Regions from separate parts of the Mus musculus genome. Here region 2 is linked to region 1. Evidence: chromatin contacts called from public Hi-C data. All regions are on one chromosome and are shown on one strand. The core of a region is the stretch at or near the end of the contact, and the rest is flanking DNA. Distances in the headings are between cores, read along the strand shown.

Evidence for each region. A called contact is a pair of places that touch in the nucleus more often than the background predicts.
Region 2: a Hi-C map of uterus shows a contact between it and region 1, with 6 times the contacts expected there. The contact joins two enhancer-like sites. A contact is called at or near these places in 8 of 39 promoter capture datasets (the 3T3-L1 cell line, cranial neural crest, embryonic stem cells and 5 more), 3 of 484 Hi-C or Micro-C datasets (the BV-2 cell line, nephron progenitors and uterus), 1 of 115 datasets of contacts at active chromatin or transcription factors (embryonic basal ganglia) and 1 of 9 other capture datasets (embryonic stem cells).

What each region holds. Positions count from the first base shown.
Region 1 is chr1:178,639,579-178,643,841 of GRCm38.p6, forward strand. The region is part of intron 2 of Kif26b (kinesin family member 26B); the gene reads left to right. Among named protein-coding and RNA genes, the nearest start is that of Gm24405, 4.8 kb to the left of the region's middle. Within about 2 kb of position 2,338, at least 24 of the 459 cell types and tissues checked have an H3K27ac peak or open chromatin away from gene starts, as enhancers often do. A contact at or near this core is called in uterus, where this site is marked.
Region 2 is chr1:179,141,148-179,145,410 of GRCm38.p6, forward strand. All of the region lies in intron 5 of Smyd3 (SET and MYND domain containing 3), which reads right to left. Among named protein-coding and RNA genes, the nearest start is that of Gm31349, 180 kb to the right of the region's middle. Within about 2 kb of position 2,419, at least 29 of the 459 cell types and tissues checked have an H3K27ac peak or open chromatin away from gene starts, as enhancers often do. A contact at or near this core is called in uterus, where this site is marked.

The sequences.
Region 1 (4,263 bases), core at 1,088-3,587:
AAATTCTTTGTTTCTGCCAGCTCAGATTGGTCTCTGTCTCCAGGATTAAGAACTCAGGCGCAGGTCTGAGAGATCCCTGGGTATTAAGATTTAACTCTGGGCCAGATCAGCAAATATTTATTGAGTACACACAAAAGACAGGACACAAATCATTAATCAACGCCCGCTCTTGTCATTGGCTGGGGGAAAGGCAATATAATGAATGGCTGGCAAATACAGGTGTGAATTCCACTTAGCCTCCCCAAGGCAGGGGACAGAAAAATTCTGGAATGGTAGAGTCCAGTCGATACTAATGGGATTATCCTTCAGGGAGCTTGACCAACCAACTCAAGGTATTTCCAGTGATTCTTCACCTCCAAGCAGTGAAGAGTCTGGCAGAGTTCTGAGCCCCCCCCCTTTTTTTTCCTCCATAACATCTGCAGGTGGTAGACCAGGGCTGCAGTTATCCCAGAGCTGAGGGATGAGATTTTCCAGCTCTGGTCCTGTGTGGAGGCAGCAGGGAGGTTCCTGCAACTCCTCAGGGTCATAAGGCCAAGTCGGAAAAGCAGCAAGATGAGCTCGGGAGTCTCTGGCATATGCATTAGCGTCCCAGGGTAAAAACTGTGTAAACGGTACATGACTTAATTCCTCTGCCTGTTGGGTGTCTGTCATCCTTGAGATTTCCCGGGGCCAGAAGAGGTCAACACGAGCTAGTGTGACAACACCTAGCTAAGCAAGGGAAAAGAATTTCTCAGTGATGAGGGTCAGCCTGAACCAAGGCTGACCAGAAAAACAAGAGGATTCAGTTTTACCCCAAGAAGGAGGGAGAAGCTTTGTAAGCGGAAAGAAAAGAGGACTGTCTTGGCCATGGCTCTCTTGGGACTATGTAGGAACTGTTGTCTTTCTTCCCTGTTAGTTAGCAGCTTTGGCTTAGTGGGAAAATCTAAGATTCTCAAAGCATCATGCAGTGGGGGAAAGGGTTTGGGATTTGACAGGCTGGGGAGAGACGTGGTATAAAATGTAATGCACGGACTCTTTAAGGTGGAGAACAGAACTGGGCAGTGGTGGCACACACCTTTAAACCCAGCACTTGGGAGGCAGAGGCAGGCGGATTTCTGAGTTCAAGGCCAGCCAGGACTACAGAGTGGTCTACAGAGTGAGTTCCAGGACAGCCAGGACTACACAGAGAAACCCTGTCTCGAAAAAAAACAAAACAAAACAAAACAAAACAAAACAGATGGAGAACACATTCTGAGGCACCAGGAGGTTCGGGGAGAAAATGAAGCTTTGCCCTTGCAAAGTCAGAAGGCAACAGATCCTGCTCACTTCCTCAGAGAGAAGTTATGTGCTAAGGTCCAGAGAGGTCGGATGGCAGGAAATTGAAAGCTGTGATGTTGACACTCTAGATCAAGTGTCCTTTCATGATCTTAGACTTTTGTGACTGAAAAAACTGCTCTCCTACCAAGGAGGTGGACTCAGGGCTGAAGCGCAGTACAGCCATGAGCATTTCCCCTTGGAATCTAATCCAGCCAGGTCATCATGACCCCCTGCATCATCAACAGAAGTGGAACACTGGCCAAACATCACCAAAGCTTTAGAATAACATCCACTTACTTCCAGGCCTCCCGAGACCCGATTCCTCGTTCATTCATCTACTGGACTTTCCAACTTCCAGACTTTCCACAGCTGTCACCGTTTAGCATGAGTAACAGCCTGCAGAAGAGTGTGGGTGACAGTACGGCATGCTGCCGGGCGACATCTTGCTCAGCATTGCTTATGCAATCTCCTGCCACTGGCCATGTGCCAGGCCTGACAAATAGCCATGAAGGTGACTTGTCACAAAGTAAATATTTTTGTGTAAAAAGATCACTGTTGAGTTTACTCCATTATTACATATTCTATGCTTGGCAAAATAATTATTACAGTAAATGTTTCTGCTTCTGCTTTTGCTTCTTCCTCCTTCTTCTCCTCCTCTTCCTCTTCCTTTTCCTCCTCCTCCTTCTCCTCCTCTTCCTCTTCTTCATACTCAAAAGAAAATCTTGGTGGAATATTTTCCTGTCCCTGGATTATTCGGAGTATCCAGTGCTGTCTGAGTTCTGTCTCATGCATCTCCCAGCATCTCTATCTTTCTTGGGAAAATGTATCTACAAGGAGTGAACCTTACTGAGAAAGGCAAACCATTTTCTGTGGTTTTGTTTGTTTGTGTGAGTGCTTATAGATACAGTGCTGGGCCTTTTCTACAGAGGGGCAGGAGAAGGACACCTTGTCACTGAACGTGCAGCCCATGGCCTCCAGCATCTGTATTTGCCAGTGTTTTGAGGATTAGACTCATGAGCCTGTGGTGCTCTCCTGTGGTGCTTTCCCGTGGTGCTTTCCTGTGGTAGCTTAGGTGTGGCTCCCTCAAGGGGCATTGCTTTCAGAGCCTGGTTTCATTCAAAACTCAAAATGAAACTCAAAATTTCTCTTTCTCCTCACTTCCCCCTTATCAACATCTTGTATTTGTGTGGTGCATTTGTTATGACTGGTAAAAGCCACCATCAATACATTAGTATTAACTGAAGCTCATAGCTGACATTAGTGCTTATGCCCTGTGTTGTAAAGTCTGTGGGTTGGACATATGTATAGTGTCATGTAGCAATACTCATGTATTGAGTACTGAACCCTACCATGCTCTGCCACTGGGTATATGTATGTGTCCTACAAAGGAATTTCATTATTCCCCAAATCCCATTCAGTCAATTTCAACTTCAAGTTTAGCTTCATGGCATCTGACACCAGGCTCCGGACTCTGTGGGCACCTATATGCACATGTACATACGTTCACATGCACATACATACATGCTCATAATAAAATAAACCTTTAAAAATAATTTTCAGTTAGAGTGTAGTAGCACATGTGGTACTCTTTTGTAATGTGTGGTTATCAAAAGTGAATCTTACCTATCGAGATTGAGGAAAGATCTTGCCCAAGCTATGAGCAGAAGGTAACAGTGGCATCTTCCTTGTTCCCATGGGAGACCCACCAACTCTAGCCATGATGGCCCATCTTCCAAGAGTAAGATGGGAAAAGCCAACGGGAGACGGATCAGCACACCATCCTTGTGTGTGTTTGAAGGAGCTTAGGCTAGATTGGTGGGTGGAAGAAGTGATTTTACAGTCAGCAAGCGAGTGGTCAGGAGACAAAGAATGCATGCAGCACCTGACGTGACATGTGCAGATGCACACTTCCTCAGCATATTTAGTTAGTATATTTTCTGTTCTTAGACTGGTAGATGCTTATAATGATTAGAATCTCCCAAGGTGACAAAAGTGATCATTAGCATTTAAAACATTTGTAGTTTTTAACTAGAGCCAAGAACTATGTTCAGGAAATGACCCAGGATCAGAGAGCTAAGAACCCACTGGTAGCTGATGCTCTCTTGCTATGTATCGACTATGGCTGAAGAATCATTTCATTGGCACCTCTGATTACACCATGTGTCAGCATGGGGAATGTTTGCACAGCTTCCTGTGTGTCAGTCAGGCAAAGAGTGTGTGTGATACGGGCTGTGGTTCAGGTTTATGGCCCAGCATGGCTGCCATAGGCTTGAGCAGTTTGGAGGCCTGGGCCTCTGCTGTCCATCTCTCTTTTTCATAGTTAACCAGAGACAAAAACAAAGGTTTAAAATAATGTAACAGTGTTGCAAGCAGGATTCCATGCTTTGCTAGGCTGGAGCACAAACCACCTCTCCCCCTTTAGAAACATAAACTATTGCAAAAAAAGATGAGAAAGGCCAGGTGAGATCTTGTGAGTGTGATTTCCCTGGGAAGGAGGCATACGTATTTAGCTGGCTTGCAGTAAATCTAACTGATGTTTTCCAAAGGTAAACTGAAAGCCATCAAGTAGTAGAGTTTATCTCTCGACTTCATTTTTATTGCCACAACTCCGTTCTGTTTAGAAAGCAAACAAGCCGTTAGAATATTCCAACAGAAATGTCGCCAACATGATTTAGTAGGTGGGTTATTTAGTGTTCATTAGCAGAGTCCCAGCTTTGGTGGACAGTGGTGAATTTGTTTTGCCTCTTTCAAGTCCAGTGAAATGGCCTTTATTTTTTTCCCACCCAGGTAGTCACCCTGTCTCAGTAGGAAGATTCAAATTCCAACGGCTCTTAGGTTTATTCCAGAGCTGTCAAACACAGGTTCTGAGCCGTTCTCTTTTTCAGTTTTGGGGGCCCTGCAGTGCTTGGAAGTGTTGACTTTTAGGGAGAGGCCAAGAAAAGCCTCAGTGTGTGCCAAGACGTTAGC
Region 2 (4,263 bases), core at 1,169-3,668, 500 kb after region 1:
GCTTTCTGTCAATAGAAGATGAAATGCGCCAAGAAGAAAAAATAACACCAGGCAAGTCCCAACATGCCTGCCTACCCACAACTTTGGTTCCCATAAGAATCTACTCTTCTTGCCAACCCATCTTCAACCTTCCAGACTGGTTGTGTTTTGCAAGTTTCTCCCAGCTCTAGGTGCCATGGAAGAGGCAGTGTCCAACTTCGTTATTGGGACAAGGAGCTGGGGAGTTTTTAAATGTTAATCGCCCTTTCCCGAGTTGAAGAAGCATGCCTCTTTTGTATCATGATCCTGGCCCTGAAAGCTGCGGTTTGAAGACAGAAACGAGGATAAATCTCCACAGCGATGACTAATGCATTGCAAGGGGGGACTGAAAATGCCTTAAATGTCTTCCATGATCCCGCTTTTGAACTACCAATGAGAGTCAGGCAGAGGTCGCGTCTGCAGTTCTGTAATCTTTAGATCTGTAGATCCCCCTCCCCAATAACTAATATCCCCAGATCGGTCCTGCCTCTGCACTGGACGGCTCTCTTTCTAAGGAGCTGGCAGCAACTTAGCCCAGAGCGCTGTTATACAGGGAAGAGACCTGGCATCCTCTGCAACCCTATCTCCTTGCTTTAAAAGAAAAGATTTAGACAGTCTCTGGCAGCCCCCCTCCCCCATCCTGCTGTGGTTGTAGATGGTCCTGAGAAGATACCACGGGAGCTCTGTATGATATCTCCAACATCTCAAACATTCAGAAGCTAACCTGCAGAGAGAGTGTCTCTATCCTTTTGAGGACTGAATTTCTAAAGCATTAATGGGACAGCACTGAGTTCTCTACAAAATTAAGCAGGAAAAAGCTTGCTACATCAGGTGTGAAGAGAGATTCCAGTCTACTGGGCAGGAAGACCATGTTTTTGGAGTCTCCTCCCACCTGCTCCCACTGCAGGGTCCACACACAGACATCTTGGTGATGCACTTTGCAATGTGAGTGTGCTGTAGATTCAACAAAGAAAAATGAGGTGTGAAGAGAAGAGGAAGCTCATTGGTAGAGAAGACTGGTGGGTGGGCTTTAGAAGAAGACTGTAAAGGTCAAAGATATGTTGTCGAGTGAAGATATGTAGACACAAGGAGGTGCTGGGATAGATGGGCAAAACATACCAGTTCTCACTCCATTAGGCTTCAGGGCATCCCAACAGGATGCTCTTACCCACTCTCAGGAGCCACAGTGGGGCATCTAGTGTATCTATGCGACCACAGTGCCATCTAGTGGAGTGGTGGAATTATTATTTTTTAATGACCTCTTCAGAACCATACAGGATCAAACCCACATTGAAAAGACTCCAGGCACTAAGTTAGGGTGACAGAACGCTCTTATCAATAAACATGCTCACAGATCTTGATGTCTTATAGGTTACTTCTCAAGACAAGGGAGGCATAGCTACAGTCTGACTTCAACACCATTCCATAGTTACCCTTTTGTGTTGGCTCCTTATCGAGACATTCAGTGAAAAAAGTCATAAGACAATAACACAGGCTTAGCATACACGTGAGGTATAGCTATCTCAGATATAGTCACTAACTAGGTCCTAATATCCATTTTCTGCGGCTTTTTACCACCCACAATTTCCGCATGAAACTCCCCAATAAGAAATACGACGACAGTGTAAGCCAGGCGTGGTGGCGCACTCCTTTAATCCCAGTACTCAGGAGGCAGAGGCAGGCGGATTTCTGAGTTTGAGGCCATATAAAACATGGGTCCCAAATGTGTCATCAGTATTTCTGTGTCTTCTGTTACTGATTCTGGGGAGCAAAACAGGGTGGGGGGTGCTAAAGTTCATACTCTGTTTGGCTTAGGTCTGAACTGGAATCCAGAACCACAGACTTGTTAGTCTCATGCCTGTGTGTGAGATGGGTGTGGTGCGAGGATTTCATGAGACAAGGTATCCTATCAGCAGAGGGAATGCTACAAGTTCATTTCCTTTCTGCTGCCTTCTGAACAGATCTCTCAGAGAAGTAACAAGTCTCAATTTTTAGTTGAGCTGCCAGAGTTACATTCCTTGCTTCTAACTGAGAGAAGGGGAAACCCTTCTGAAATCCTGACTCTCAACCCATCCGCCAGCCCAGTTTCTACTTGAAAGTCAACCAGTTAATGAGTGAGGGGTGCGGATGGAGTCCTGCCAGCCACAGTACCAGGAGAGTTCATAACACATTTGACTTTAATTCATGTGTACTGTAATCCTGTGGGTTAAAGGACCGTAAATGTTGTTCTGGTTTTTCTTATACTTCAAAGGAAGCAATTTAATGGCCATGAATTATAGTCCCTCCATTACAGCGTAACTAAGAAACACAACTGTTTCTCGTAGGATTGCCAATCTGGCTCCTTCACTAAAGGAACTTCAAGGCAAGAATTTAAACAAAGTAACGCATTCGGGCTCTCGGGCTTCCTCATGCTGTGGGATGCTCTGCTCTCAGGAGCCCTGAGAATCAGAGGTCACCCTGAAGGCTATGTAAGGTTGAGGCCTGGTTGAGCTGTGGATGGGCCAACTGGTAAGATGTGTGGATCTGTGTGTGTGTGTGGGGGGAGGGGGGACCATAAGATACAGTGAAAGGAAATACTGTTTCCCTGGGAGGCCCACGCGGTACAGGTGCTACCAGAAACAAAACAAAAGCGATAATATCATTTATTTAATAAATAGAAGCCACAGCAACATAAATAAAGGCCAGGCGTGTTGGGGGTATAACTGCAACCCTAGCCTAGCACTCAGGAAACTGAGACAGGAGAACTCAGGGTTTGAGGCTAGTCTGGGCTGTATAGTAAAACCCTGTCAGAAAAGGAAAAGAAAGGGAGGGCTGGGGGGCGGGGAGGGGAGGAAAAAAGAGGGAGATGTTTAACAAATATAAACTCCTCCTATCTTTTTGTCAACTGATAGTCCAACAGAAAGACCATAAACTATTCTCATTGCCCCAAGAACCAAGATACACAGCACAGCTTTTCCTTACGGTAACCAAAACAGCTCTGGAGGCTGAGAAGCGGTCGGCATATGGTGGAGCAATTTCATCATCACGACCTGGACTTGATTTGCAATCCTAATTCCTCAGCTCACTCCCTGTCAAGATTTAGACAACTTCCTTAAGCTCTGGTTTGCTCATCTACAGGAGACAGCACTCCATCTCCATACAGAGGCTGCCACGGAAGCAAAGACAAGATAATGTGAACTCGAGGAGATGAATGCAGCCTTGGGGAGTTCCAGTCCTCCAGCATGCTGAAAGCCAGCAGTCACCAGGCCAGGCTGGAGGACAAAAGGAGGAGGCAGAGTCGAAAGGATATTACAAGGAAACAAAACAATACACCCTAATGGCCCGTTTACTTACTGCTAGTCCTTCTCAAACAGAAAACAATGAACACTGACTGCACAGGTGAAAGGATGTGTGGTGGAGGCCTGGCATACAAAGATGTTACATAGTTTATGAGTGTGTGTGTGTGTGTGTGTGTGTGTGTGAGAGAGAGAGAGAGAGAGAGAGAGAGAGAGAGAGAGAGAGAGAGACCGAGAAAGACCCGCCTTTCTCCCATAAATTGAGGAAATATGTACAGAAAGTGGGCTGTGATACACAAACCATGTATAATTCTGACTACTCTTAAGGTTATTTTCAAAAGAATCCATGGGTACAGTTGTGTGACAAAGTGCTTGTGGAACACACGGAAAGCCCTGGGTTCTTTTTATCCCTGGGAGAGTAAAACACAATAAACCAAAAGGAGACTGGATTCAGCCAAAGTCTTCCTGGTGCTTGCATTGAGCAACCTTTAAACAGATGACAAATGCCGAGCCCCATCTCTCGAACCCCGACCTCTCGCACAGCAAAACCCTGTCTTTTGACCCACTGAGCGCAGAAGTTGCACAGACAACAGAAGCCTGCCCGTCTCAGTAGCTCTCAGTGCAGACCACAGAACTGTGCTAGTTTTGCCAACATCCCTAATACAATGAACACGCAGGGCACAGCTATTGGTGATCTGACTGCGAACAAGATGAAGGAATGAGGGGTCTCTGAGACACAAAAGCAATAACACTGTGAAGTTCAAACGCAGAGAGAACTGCAGCTGGAGGAGGCCAGAGGTCACGAACGTGGTCCTTTCTTGATCTTGTTGTAACGTTTTTTGCTTTCCATCTTGCTTTCATAGTTACACTCTGCTCAGAGCAATCTCCTCTAAGGAACCAGAGCTGAGGAAGGACGTGATAGCCCCCATATACTAAAGAGAGTGTTAGTGTAGCTCCAGCAATGAAGGCC